Regions from separate parts of the Mus musculus genome. Here all the other regions are linked to region 1. Evidence: chromatin contacts called from public promoter capture Hi-C data. All regions are on one chromosome and are shown on one strand. Each heading gives the region's core, a stretch centred on a gene start, on an enhancer-like site or on the middle of the called end of the contact. The rest is flanking DNA. Distances are from core to core; before and after follow the strand shown. Region 1 holds the start of E130102H24Rik (RIKEN cDNA E130102H24 gene). Region 2 holds the start of Alg6 (asparagine-linked glycosylation 6 (alpha-1,3,-glucosyltransferase)). Region 3 holds the start of Itgb3bp (integrin beta 3 binding protein (beta3-endonexin)).

The links. Promoter capture Hi-C pulls out the DNA fragments that hold promoters and counts their contacts.
Region 2: a contact with region 1 is called in a promoter capture Hi-C map of pre-B cells, with 4 times the contacts expected there. The contact joins the promoter of Alg6 here to the promoter of E130102H24Rik in region 1. A contact is called at or near these places in 1 of 39 promoter capture datasets (pre-B cells), 1 of 484 Hi-C or Micro-C datasets (uterus) and 1 of 9 other capture datasets (embryonic stem cells).
Region 3: a contact with region 1 is called in a promoter capture Hi-C map of pre-B cells, with 7 times the contacts expected there. The contact joins the promoter of Itgb3bp here to the promoter of E130102H24Rik in region 1. A contact is called at or near these places in 3 of 39 promoter capture datasets (the C10 cell line, hippocampal neurons and pre-B cells), 1 of 115 datasets of contacts at active chromatin or transcription factors (large pre-B cells) and 2 of 9 other capture datasets (adipose tissue and liver).

The regions. Positions count from the first base shown.
Region 1 is chr4:101,353,590-101,358,030 of GRCm38.p6, reverse strand. E130102H24Rik (RIKEN cDNA E130102H24 gene) reads left to right here and starts at 1,783. Exons shown (of 2, transcript NR_040708.1): 1 at 1,783-1,950. 0610043K17Rik (RIKEN cDNA 0610043K17 gene) reads right to left here and starts at 4,248. Exons shown (of 4, transcript NR_040640.1): 1 at 4,143-4,248.
Region 2 is chr4:99,713,729-99,718,169 of GRCm38.p6, reverse strand. Alg6 (asparagine-linked glycosylation 6 (alpha-1,3,-glucosyltransferase)) reads right to left here and starts at 2,540. Exons shown (of 15, transcript NM_001081264.1): 1 at 2,464-2,540.
Region 3 is chr4:99,827,146-99,831,586 of GRCm38.p6, reverse strand. Itgb3bp (integrin beta 3 binding protein (beta3-endonexin)) reads left to right here and starts at 2,429. Exons shown (of 9, transcript NM_026348.4): 1 at 2,429-2,504. The coding sequence starts at 2,500. Efcab7 (EF-hand calcium binding domain 7) reads right to left here and starts at 2,142. Exons shown (of 14, transcript NM_145549.2): 1 at 2,033-2,142; 2 at 7-194. The coding sequence starts at 193.

The DNA of each region.
Region 1 (4,441 bases), core at 534-3,033:
CACTAGCGGAAAAGCCAGTCATTGTCCCGAATCCCGACGTTGAAAGGCACCATGAAATAAATATTACGAAGACACAGGAGAGCTTTCAACTCTGTGAGCAGGACAGAAACACTTCACAGCACACATGTTGCCTTGTTCAATGACAAGGATGCTCCCCAGAAGAAGAGGAAAAGAAGCTGTGTTCACACACATATTTGAGTCAACACTCAAGAAAGGTGCCGGAAGAGGTCATGAACCCCCGCAGCAGTCCTGTGGGGTTAGCAGTTCTGAGTTATCCATCTTTAAGTTCTAGGCACAGGAATGTTACAAAACGGAACTACAGCTGCACGGTGCTAGGCTCTACTTTACCCCCTCAGCTGTCTCTCGGTCCAAACAAACTGGGGTCTAACACGGTATTTAGCTTAGACCTACCCTGTGTCTCTCACCTGTAAGTGGTAGCGCCCTAGTCAACGCTAAGGTCCACTTCTGCTTTCAATCATACGAGAGGCACGCAGAAGAGAAACAAAAGTGAAAGCTCTTGAAGGAACACACACAAGTAACCGAAAGCACCAAACTCTGTCACTGAGACCTGGCAGAGTTCCAGACATTTATCCTTTCAGCAACCGTGAACTCTGGGCACCTATCACGTCCTGTGAATGTGAATTAACACGGTAGAACACGAATCGGCCCAAAGCTCTGCAGCAGTCTTCTCAACCCTTCCTAGCACTGAACCTTTTATTTAAATTTCTACCTCAATAAATCCAGCCACGATGCACGCCCTCGCCCAACCAAACCAAACCAAACCAAAAAGCCCGCAACGCCACAAACCATCCCTAAGCTGTGCGTCCAGCTTTAGGAAAAGAGAAAAGGAAGCAGAAAGAAAATCTGAACTGGTCTGATTCCCCCTGCCCTCGCCATGTGGGGGTCCTCGGAGCGAACTGTTTTACAACTTAGAAAATGCAGCGGTCTTCCGATTCTGTTATTTGAATGGACCACTGAGCCACTGGAGCCAGGCAAGGGCAGGCAGCCGGGTACCCAGCAGAAGGATGGAGCACAAGGCCCGCACAACCAGGATCCGCGGACCCTGATGATGGGAGGATGCTTGGAGCACCCCAGCCTCCGGCTCCTGGGCACGGAGAGACCGGCGCGCACGCGCGCACACGCACCACGTCCTTCGCCTGGAGTTGTGTCTCGTCTCCCTTTTGTTTTTCTCCCTTCCCGGTCATGAGACCCGGAAGTTTTTTTTTTTTTTTTTTTTCCTTCAATCCTGTCTCTCTCCCTTTTCCACCCCCCCCCCCCCTTCCCCAATCTATCACATGGCAAAGCTAGAATAAAAACAGAAAAATGGCGACGGTCACGTTGTGGCGAGCCTTGCTGCGTCATTAGATAATCCTCATGCAAATAGCGGGATGAACAAAGAAAGGGGGGCTCGGGACCCCCGAGGGCGCAGGTGGGTGCGGGGTGCGCGCGGCCGCGGGGGCGGCGTCCGTGTGCGCGCTCCGGGTGCTGCGCTCTCGGCCCCGGGCTGGCGGCGCGCCCTGGCCGGCCCGCGGGGCGCAGAGAGCGGCTGTGCGGCGCGCGCACGGCGCTCGCACCCGGGCCGGCCCCGTATCCCGGAGCCCGGAGACGACGGCGGGGGCGGAGGCTGCTGTTGGACGCCTTTGGGCGCTCGGCGCCAGCTCCGGTAGGCGGCGGACCGCGCGGGGCGGCAGCTCGGGGCCAGGCCCGGAGCTGTGGCGCACTCGCTTTTCCCCCCACCCCCGCCCGGTGGCTGGGCGCTGGCGCGGTTCCCTCGCCGTCCCGCGGCCGCTGGAAATAGAGCCGGGATGTTGTTTACATGACGGATCCGGCGGGAGGAGTCTGCGAGGAGGAGGCGGAGAGAGGAAGAGCGGAGTCCCCGCGGCGGCGGTGGCGGGCCGGGGTGCGGGCGAGCGCCGCGCGGTCCCCGAAGCCTGGACACGGGAGCCTAGGGTAGGCAGGCGGGGGCGCGGGCTGCGGGAAGGCTGTCAGAGTGGGCTTTGCGGTACCTAGCCTGTCACGCAGACTCTTGGGGGGCAGGGGGAAGGAAAATGGAGAGAGGTTGGGAGAACCTCTGTTTCCCCTTACGTTTGGGAACGCCCCCCCTCTTATCCCCCACTCTTTCCCGCTTCTCCCTGGACTCACCTGTTTGTTTCCACCGCTCAGGGCTCTGGGTTTTTGTTTGTTTGCTTGTTTGTTTTAAACGTGCGCCAGAGGGGCTGGGCTTATTACTATTATTTGCGAAATTATTGGGAAGGCGAGAGGGTGTTGCTGTAATCGATCCTAGTCCAGGTCGGTTTTCAGGAGGGGGAGGGGACTTGGCGAAGACCCCGGCTCCTGGCCGCAGCTGACCCCGGGGCTCCTCCCCGCCTTCCCGGTGAGGAATCCTTTCCCTTGCCCCGCGAAGCCAGCTGCCACCTTCCTGGAGAAAGACCACACCTATGCTTCTTCCCGCTTTGGAGGCGAGGTGAGCTAAGAAGCCAGACAGTGCCCTGCCCACCAGAGCTTGGCCAGACCTCGACACCCCAGAATTGGTAAAAGGCGCTTCTTTTCACCTGCTGATAGCGTTGGTACGTCAGCCCTCTCTAGTCCCCAGAAGTTGCAATTCACAGTTTACGTTAAAATTTGTCTCTTTCTTCACCCTTCTTCCCACCGGCAATGAACTGTTGAGTTTAAGTTGAAAAAGAGAGGTGTCTCCCGCCCTGCCCCTAGTGAGGGTTTTTTTTTTTTTTAATTCCACAGTAGGTCTTCCACTCAGACCTGCACTTCTCCGGTCTCCTCTATCTCCCACTAAACTTAGCCCAGAGCCAGGCCTAAGCTTTTATTCCCTGTGGGCCGCACCCTGGCCCCTTGCCTTTCTACCGAGCCAAATGCTTCTCAAAGCAGAAGGCACACCCAGCCCCAAGTCTCTTCCAAGAGGGAGGGAAGAAGAAAGGATTTGGGGGGGGGTGTCCTCAAGTTCCGGTTTCCAAAACCCCCGTAGCATTCTCCTCCCGGAGCCTCCTGAATTCTTCCTAACAGCTGTTTTCTGCAGTGCCTTTTGCTCCTCCTGGCCTTATATTGGAGAGAGTGGATGGGGAGAGATAGCCACCCCCACCCCTTTCCTAGAACTAGGCAATTTTTTTCTCTGTCTTTTCATTTATTATGTTTGGAATATAAAATATGCAAGTGTGATTGCCTGTTATTAGAGTTGATTTTCTTCCTGGCTAGTGACTAACTGGGACTCCAGAGGGAAGGAGAGGTGAGGGATGGTGAGAGGGGGATCGTTCACCACCTATGTGTCCTGGGAATTGCCAGAAGAGACCCTTCTGAAAAAAGGCACTTCTCCCTTCCATGACATCACCACTAAGCCCTTCCAACTTTAGCTTCAGAACAGGAAGAAGGCTCAAAATAGAACTAACTACCTTAGGAATCCAGTTCCTTCACGAGATCAACTTTGAAATCAGCGGCTGGGGGAACAAAGTGAGCTGTGACCCAGCGTGAAAGGGAAGAGAAAGCTATAGTGTTAGTAAATGCTTTTCTCGAGGTAGTCTGGAATACTGAGGCTCATGAATGATAACTGAGGTGTGGTGTTTATTATTCATATGTGTTGGCATGTAAACAGTAGCAGGTCTTTGTATGTATAAAGTGGGACTCGTGGATTATGATCTGCAACCCTGGTAGATCAGCCTGGTAGACAGAAGCTAGGAAGGGGTACTTGAAGAAGAGTGAGTCTTAGGATGCAGCGGCAGCTGTTCTCTGAAAGTTGAGAGGCTTAGTGTAAACAATAATTGTAACTTTCACAGGGTGACTAATGTCCTAGACAAAGAAGCTCCAGTGTCAAGGTTTCTCCCCTTTTCCTTGGAAATTAACCCTGGTTGTTCTCTGTGTGGTGTGCTCTCTCTCTCTCTCTCTCTCTCTCTCTCTTTCTCTCTCTCTTTCTCTCTCTCTCCCTCTCTCTCTCTCTCTCTCTCTCTCTCTCTCTCTCGCTCTCTCGCTCTCTCGCTCTCCTCTCTCCACTCTCCTCTCTCCTCTCTCCCCTCCCCCTCTCTCCATAGACCAGGCTAGCCTGGAACTCAGAGATCACCTGTCTCTAGGATTAAAGGTGTGTGCCACTAAGCTTGGCTGGCTATGCCCCTGATTTGAGATAACACCTTTCTCCTTACCGAGCCGACTTTCCAGAAACAGCTGCTTTGCAATGTATTGTAGAAAAAGAACATACTGGAACAGTTGGTGTATACGGCAGCAAGACTTGCTGCTCAGTGGGTTAAGGGCTTGTATCCGGATTCAGGTTTAAAAAAATCTAAGTGACTGACAGAATAGTCTGTACCAGCTACTACTGTAGCCCCTAGCAACCCTAGGCTCCAGCCATCTAAACTAAAGAGGCTGATGAGATCAAGTTTGAAACTCATTTAACTTTTAGAATCCATAAATGACTCAGGTATTGGAAACTTAACTGTTTGGG
Region 2 (4,441 bases), core at 1,291-3,790, 1.6 Mb after region 1:
CCTGTGAATGATGGCACATTTAACAGGCACGTTGATTGTTGGCAAGAAAACGTGATAGGAGTGCAGGCCAGTGGTAGGTCCAGAGTTCAATACCCAACATCAATATAAGTAGATAAACACCGAGGAGGCAGTCTAAGGAAATGAGAGCTGCCCAAACACAAAGGGCCTTCTCAGGAAGGACTTCCTCTTCAAGTCCAAACACGGCCTGGCTGATGATAGTATTTTAGATGTAGAGACAGGATCTCACTGTGTTGCTGGTCACCAACCTTATTCTAGGTTCTCCTGCCTCAGAATCCTAAGCACTAGGATGACAGGTCTGTACTTATAGGAATCTTTAAGATTCTTTTTTAATTTTGTGTGTGTGTGTGTAAGTCCACAAGTGTGCAGGTGCCCTCAGAGGCCAGAGGTGGCAAACTGCCTGGAGCTAGAATTAGAGGCAGGGGCTGGGAATCGAAATCAGGTCCTCTATAACAGAAGCAAGCACTCTTAACTGTTAACTTCCTCAGGCCCCCCCCCCCAGAACTATCTTTAAGAGTCAGAATAAATGACTAATTTTTAGATTTCAGTCAGCGTCTCCCTGCTACATGTTGGCACTTTCACAGAGCCTCTCTGATGAACTAGGCCCTCTTACATCAATCATCAATCAAAATGCAATCAGGTATAGTGACGCATGCTTCCTATCCCAGCATTTTTGAGGCAGAGGCAAGCAAATCTCCAAGTTCAAGGCCAACCTGGTCTATAAATCCAGTTCCAGGACAATCAGAGCTACACAGAAAAACCCTGTCTGAAAAAAAATTATTTTTTAAAAAAGAAAGAAAAGCACCAGTCTTGCCAATAAGCCAGCCTGGTGGGAGCATTTTTTTTTTTTAAGGTTTATTTACTATTATATCTAAGTACACTGTAGCTGTATTCAGATGCACCCGAAGAGGGCGTCAGATCTCATTACAGATGGTCATGAGCCACCATGTGGTTGCTGGGATTTGAACTCAGGACCTTCAGAAGAGCAGTCAGTGCTCTTAACCACTGAGCCATCTCTCCAGCCCGGGAGCATTTTTTTTTTTTTTAGTTGAAGTTCTCTTCAACTAAAGCTTCCTACTCTAGCTTGTCGAATTGACAGTAAACTAGCCAGCACACATGTATGGTACTACAAATTAATAAAAAAAATAAATAAATTGAGCTAGAGAAAGTAGCCAAGGAACTAAAGGGATCTGCAACCCTATAGGTGGAACAACATTATGAACTAACCAGTACCCCGGAGCTCTTGACTCTAGCTGCATATGTATCAAAAGATGGCCTAGTCGGCCATCACTGGAAAGAGAGGCCCATTGGACTTGCAAACTTTATATGCCCCAGTACAGGGGAACGCCAGGGCCAAAAAGGGGGAGTGGGTGGGGAGGGGAGTGGGGGTGAGTGTATGGGGGACTTTTGGGATAGCATTGGAAATGTAAATGAGGACGATACCTAATAAAAAATTAAAAAAAAAAAAAGAATTGAAAGAACACCCTGCATTGTATTTAACCATACATTTTTAAAGCCACAGATCAACAACAGAAACAACAACAACAAAAATTACCTAAGGGGGTAGGGTTAATGAGGAGGGGGGTTCTCTGGAGAGGTCTTGTGAGATGAAATGAATATTGTTATTTGAACTGAGAAACAGAAAAAGATACGTTCCCTGGGTGAGTGATGAGCAACAAGTTCCAGTAGAATTATGTACAGTATGGTTCTGCAAGCATGTTATTCCAACAAACGAGCTTATGAGGAAATGCCATTCACTTGTTATTCAGAACAAAATTGCTATGCGAGCAAAGATCATTTCTAGTCCTTTCAATGTCCTTCCATCCTTAGAGTTCGGTTGGCAGAAAGCAGGAACCCACTTGACTAGAGAAGGTAGTCGGGGTGGACAAATGTGGGCAGGAGAAGGGAGGAGAGAGTGAGGGATACTACATTTTCGGAAGTCCTGTGTGAAACACAGTGAAACACGAGGTCTCACCGTGTTGCTCTGGCTAGCCTAAAACTCTCCAATGTAGAACAGGCTGGCCTGGAAACCTGAGATCCTCCTGCCTCTGCCTCCCAGTGCCACCATTCGGGCTATCTCCCCCTTAAACAGCAGGCGACTGCTGTGCCACCTGCAAGAGCAGCTCAGCAACTTTCTCAGGAGGCCACGCACAGATAGCAGGCACATCCCGACAAGGGGCCAGACCGTCAAGTCCCAGACTTCTTTTTCCTGCTAAGGTACCCTCGGGACATCAGCCTCGGGAGGGACAGACCCACAGGACGGCGGGGACAGGGTCGCCGAGGCCAATCCGGCCAGGCCGCGTCACTTCTGCAGGACAGCCACACGCCGGGGATCTCGGGGATGGGCGAGACCTCCCAACAAGCCCCCGAGAAGCCCGCTCGAGCCGGCTGCCGGGACCTCCCGACGCCTGCCGCCTCCAGACCTCGGCAACCCCAGGCTCTTACCAGCCTCTGCTCTCCAGAATTGGCGCCCGCAGAGAACCAGCGAATGCGCCTGCGCACTCACAGCCCGAGGAGCACGCGCGCTCCCAGCGGCGCTCACGGGAGCGAGCCCGTAAGGCGAGGGGGCGGAGTGGTGGGCGGAGTCATCGTGGAGGGGCGGGACTGGGAGAGCTAGACTGCCACGTTGCGGGAGGCGGGGTGCAAGCCCTGGAATTCGAGAAGCCTGGCGGCTGGGGTTAGGTCAGGGGCAGGTGGAAAGCCCCTTGCTCCTCTTTCCCGGGACCACGGCCAAAGCTTGAGCGGCTGCTTAGCCCACGGATTCCTGTGAGGGGCGGCTCCTGCGCTCTTCGCACTGGCGAGCCCTTGGCCAGTCCTCATCCCGAGTGGCAGGTCTTCCTCCTGGGTCAGTGCCCTACAGCAGCCAGCCTACTTTCTTAGAGCTAAGCAAAGACTACTTGCCCCAGTAAAGTTGAGAAGTTACTTCTAGTGAGAAACCGTTTCTAGAGCCTCTGGGTTGAGCCTATGAGCAGCAATAGCTACACACGGTGACATTCTCACCTCTAGGGAGGCTGAGGCAAGAGGATGGAGAGTAAGAGGGTCAGCCTGAGATACACAGCAAGACCCTGTCCCTGACCCGCCAAAAAAAAAAAAAAAAAAAAAAAACTCCGTCCCAGAATAGACACTACATGCCCCATCAGGCAACTTGAACCATCCGTTCCCACATTTGCCAAAAATAATATCCCCCTCCTTCCCTCACACCCTGCTTTTGATTTGTGCCATTTTGTAGACACCAACTCTGACATAAGTGAAAACAAATATTGAGTATTGCTGGGGGAGGTGAATTGGGGGTGGGGGAAGAAGTATGTGTTACCTGTGTGTACTTGAAGAGATCAAAGGTCGATGCTGGTGTCTTTCTCTATCCATCCCCACCTTACATTTTGAGACAGTCTTTCACTCAACCTAGAGCTCACCTGTTTGACTACACTGGAGTCTCTGCTCTCACAAAATTCTCTTCAAAAAGCATTTCCCATGCAAAAAAAGAATAGAAAGCAGCACAATGAAGTGCACACTGTCACATTAGTAGTATACACACCACAGTCCATGGGAGTTAAGACAAGACTTGGACTCGGTGTAAACTATTAACTGTCAGGAAAGGCTTCTTCCTGAATGAGCCACCTTAGCTTTGAAAGAAAAATCAGACACAGGTGATAATGGATGTGTCAGAGGGAAAAGTTATGGTTAGACCAGGGTGAGAACTAGGAAGGGTCAATGGGACAGGGGATGTGTAAAGGTCTTTGTAATGTAGGAAGTGTGCAGGACAGCAAGGTTAAAGGAAAGAATATTATGGGATGGTCCCCAAGGTAGTGTGTTGGGAAGCTTGGAATCGACTTGGAAGAAGATGCTACACTGTAGTGAATTTGATGTGATGTCAACACAACAAAATACTAACACTTGTGTGCCACTTGTGAATCAGAACCTAGGAAAGATGCTGGAGCTAAAGATAGAACGTTTTTATTTGCTGAAGAAATGAGGGAGCTAATGGGGAAGAAAGATAAGCAGCTGTACTTAAGTGAGCGTGTGTTAGCCCGCCAGGAGGAGGTGAGCTGATGAAGTCTCTAGCATGCTGACACATGCTGTCTGAAGCCCAGCACATTACAGGATCACACATACATGAAACACCTTGGACACGCCAAAAATCCATGTGTTCGTGTGTTTAAGCTTCTGCCAAATGAAAGATGAAGCATTGCTATGTTATGTCACACTGAGACCAGAAGAAAAAGGCAAGCTACTATTTAAACTAGTAACGGTAATAAAACATGTCATTCAGAAATATGAAAAGGAAAATATATATCAAAGTGATAAAAAGTTATTAATGTCCTCTTCTGGCCTCTCAAGCCAAATAGTTTTTAACTAATAGTTAAAATAATAGTTTAATAGTTTTTAATAGTGTTTATCATGGAATTGGTAAACTGTTTATTGA
Region 3 (4,441 bases), core at 1,180-3,679, 1.5 Mb after region 1:
ATTTACCTAGGTAAAGTTGATCTTTAGAAATAATGTTTTCCAAGCTGCTTTTGAAGATAGTTAAGTAGGCGGCTCTACAGTTCATATAAAACACCTCCTGTTCAGTTAGTGGGAATTTCTTTGTTCGAGGACTCCCAGAAAGCAGTGGGTTCTGAGTACCCAAAGCTGCATCACTTCCAGGGTTGCTGGCCATTCTGCTAGAAAAGAATGAATTTTTTTTTACTTTAGTCGTCGATGTAAATCACCTAAAATGCAAATGTGCCACCATGGGGTGGCGTACTAGGGTATTAAAGTTTGCATATATAGAATAAAAAAGATAAATATTATAACATCTCTATGAACTTAAATGTTAAGTAGAATAAGTCCTTAATAACTGATTTCTAATTATAGATGGATAGATATACACACTGTATATAATTTCTCAAATATACAATGATATCCTAAAGAACAATGATGTAGCATAATCCAAAAGAATCAGAACAAAGAAAATGCATACATGCATCATCTCAAAATAAGACTTCAGGGGAGACTTCACAGGGTTGTTAAGATTACAACAGTTCACAAATGTGAAACATACAGAATACTTCAGGACACACAAATGCTAAAGAAAACATACATGGAGTGAAATTCCCCAACAGTGAGGTTTTTTTTTTAATGCAAATCAACTGCAGTTGGATCCCCCCATAGCAGGATTAACTATCATTTCATTCACATTTCTATAATACAGCTCATGTCAAATCACTGGATATTTGAAGTTCCACCGATTACATTGAGCTTTATAAAGTTCCTTTACTAGTAATAATATTTAGTGTCTATACAGCATGTCTGCTCATAAGACATTAATATACAATCAAACGTCTTATTTAATCCTTTCTACACTGACCAGGCACTTTTTGTCCATTTTACAGATGATGAAATTGAGGGACAGAGATGTCACCCAGTCAGTGGTAATTTGTGAAATCTCAGTCATTTCTTCTTTTAATGTGAATGAAGGTTTATTGAACAAAGGCTACTATGCAGGGCAAAATTGTTCTGGTGGTCTAATGGCTTCCAACATTGCTTTATCCTGCGTTGACTTCTAAAAATACATTCCAATCTAATAAATTGAATAGTTCAAGTTGAACAATAAGATGACACAGGTAGGGTCCCCTTCAGGACTCATTGGATTCATACTCAGGAGGCCTAAATCACTGGCACCTTCTTGAATTATGTAGGTCTTTTACACTTGGGAAAGAAAGATAATAATCGCTTATCATGGATGAAGTACCCTATTTATAATACACAGACCGCCTGCCTGACACTTTCATATTACACCAGATTTAGAAGGACCCCATAGGGATGTGGTGTCACAGTCTGGTTACTGCAAATTGGTATCACCATAATTAAACATCGGTTTTAAACACATATGCGTGCGCGCCATCTCACAAACGGGAAAGAAAACTATTCCAATAAGGAAGAGCAAGCACTCGGCTTACAGCAAGCAATTTAAAAACATTTTTAAGGATCTTCAAGTGCTCCTTCCAAATGGGGTTATTCTCACATGAAAATCCCTGGACAGAAATGTTCCAGAATTCTATTCTTTCCCTTCCTGTGAAGACAGTCCAAACTGAAGCTTAAATAAATATATAATTGCACCCCTAGGGCTCGGAAACCACCTTTTATTTAAAATTCTAGCCCAAGTCTGAGACAGGGGCCTGGAGAGTATATTGTAGCAAACGGCTCCATAAATAACTAGGCACACAATAAGCAGGAAAAATAAACTGTTAAAAGCGCCTAAGGCGTCTAAAGGGCCAAATGAAAACAGAGAGCCATCCAGTCACCGTCGCTGCACCGTGAAACAGTCACAACTAATCCCAGACAAGCTCTCTCCGTTTTTTGTACTCCTCTGGCCACGATGCTGCATCCCCTTGTGTGTTTCGGGGCATGCACCGGCTCTTAGGAGGACACAGAAGTAAACGTAGCAGATGGGAGAGGCGGCCGCACAATGAAGAGCAGAGCGAGCGACAGAGCAAGAGAGAGGCTTGGTGGCTACCTAATTTCAGCTCACAAACCAAGAAGAGCAGCCAATTTTCGTTAGTAGATCCGCGAACCTCTCGGCGCAACCGGACAGACCTCCGCCTTTTTTAGATTACCATAGCAACTGCGCCTCGCCGCCACCGGAAATAAGAGGCAGAGCACCTTCCAAACGCTCCGACCAGAGATTTGTGGACCATTGACCGAGAGAGAACAGCCATGGCATTGTAGCTTATCTGTTGCGAGGCTGGCATGTCCACAATAGTGAGGAGGGTCGTGCGCTGCATGCGGCTGGGGCTAAATGGATTCTGGCCTTAGACTCCCTGCACCATTTCCTTGAACACGTTCAGGCTCTTTCTCGCGCGGAGACTGTTTCCGGCGAGCTGCATACGGGGTGACACCTCATCCAGCGCTTACTACGCGGGCTTTTTATGCTTCCGCGTTTGCGGTTTCTCAGTTGGTTCTGTCCAGCAACGGAGTCCCGAAATGCCGTAGGTATCCCTTCCCCAGACGTTGCTGTTTTGTGGGCCCTCTATGAGCAAAAAGAGTATACAGGAAGAGTATGCCGTCCCATGGTCACCTTGTCTTTTTTATTTCTATAAACTTTTCTCTGTTGACAGCGTCGGGATGCTTGGTATTCCCAACCTACCTCTACCCTTCCAACACTTCTTTGACTCTTAAAACTTCACATCATTGTGTAAGCTGCGGGCTAAATCTGAGTAATGTCTAACTTGAAATGACTAAGAATGAAAGAGTATATTAAGTAAACATTTCTCTGTAATTTGTAGAATTTTTAAATGCTTGTTAAGCATTTGTGTAGTGAGTTCTCTGAAACTCGGGAGAGATTTCATGGACTGAATGGATTTCAGGCACTGAAAGATTCTTAAGATTATCACTTAGCAACTCAGTAATAAGTGATTTACTTTTCTTACTTATAAAAATAAGCTTGAAAAAAGTAAAAAGTGGGTTTGTATTGGGTCATCTTTAAGTTACAGCCCAACCCCAATAATGTGATTACCGAAAATGACCATAGTAGAGATGGGTATTGTGCTAGACTGCTACCCTTCGGCTACCCTACATAGGCTATATAAAGCACAGTTAGCGGTTGTATAAACAGGTTTTTTTTTTTTTTTGTTTTGTTTTGTTTTTAAAAAAAACAGGGTCTTTTTAAAGAATTTGAGGGAGGAGGAAGACCTAACTCTTGTAATACTTCTTTGGCTACCCCCGTACCAGGCTGATTTAGGTACTTCCTGCTAGGGTAACATTTTCCTGTTTGAGTAAAATGCAAACTAAGATATTATCGGGGATACTTGTGTAAGATATGAGCTGACATAAAAGAAGGAGGACCTTCGGAAATAACAATATTTATTAACTCACCATTCTAAAAAGGTTTATCTTTTAATGCATTAGAAAAATGTCTATTATAACATTGCTGGCAAAGATGAGGGAACAAAACTTAAGCAGGAAAAGAATGAAAATGAATTTGGTGTGTAAACTATGTTCCTGATCTGTTTACAGAAGTGAGGAACCAAAATCTATTGGAAGTGGATATTTTTCTGGCAACTGGCAACTTTAATATATGAGTAGATGTTGTTATATTAGAAGAGTTTCATTAAGTACATTGACATCCCATATTTTTAGCAGTTGTGTTGGTTGGTCCATTTTTCTAAAGAATCAGGGGCTTGTATAACCCAGGCTGATCTTAAACTCACTTTGTAGCTGAAGAAAACAACAAACTTCTAATTTTCCGTCCACCTCCCCCAGTGCTGGGATTGCATACCGCCCACTGTTTATTCAGTGCTGGGGGTCCAACCTAAAGCTTTGTGTATAGTAACTGAGCACTGTACCTGATGAACTACATCCTAGACCCAGCTTTGCTGCTAATGTGTTTTAGCAAAGAGATTAAAGCCATCATAATAATTTCATGTATGAAGCATAGTCACGCTGTAGCGCAGTGGTTCTCAACCTGTGGGTTATGACCCCTTTGGTGGTCGAACAGCCTTACACAGGGGCCACCTAAGACCACTGGAAAATATAGATATTTACATTATGATTTATAACAGTAGCAGAATTAAAGTTATGAAGTAGCAACAAAATAATTTTATTAAAGGGTTGCAGCATTAGAAGGGTTGAGAACCACTGCTTTGGTAGCAGAGTTCCGTCTTCGTTAGTGAGATGCTTTGTTTTTAAATGTGATAAACTATGAAGTCAAAGTGGTACTAATAGAAACCTTGGGAAGTTCTTATAAAAGATAGCTAAAAAAAAAAAAAAACCATTTTTTTTATAATGTGGATGAGTGTTTTGCCTGCATGTATGTATATGAATCACTTACAACCTGGTACCCAGGGAGGCCAGGAGAGATCATCATGTGCCCCAGAACTGGAGTCAGAGATGATAATGAGCCACCATACCGTTGCTGGGAACTGAA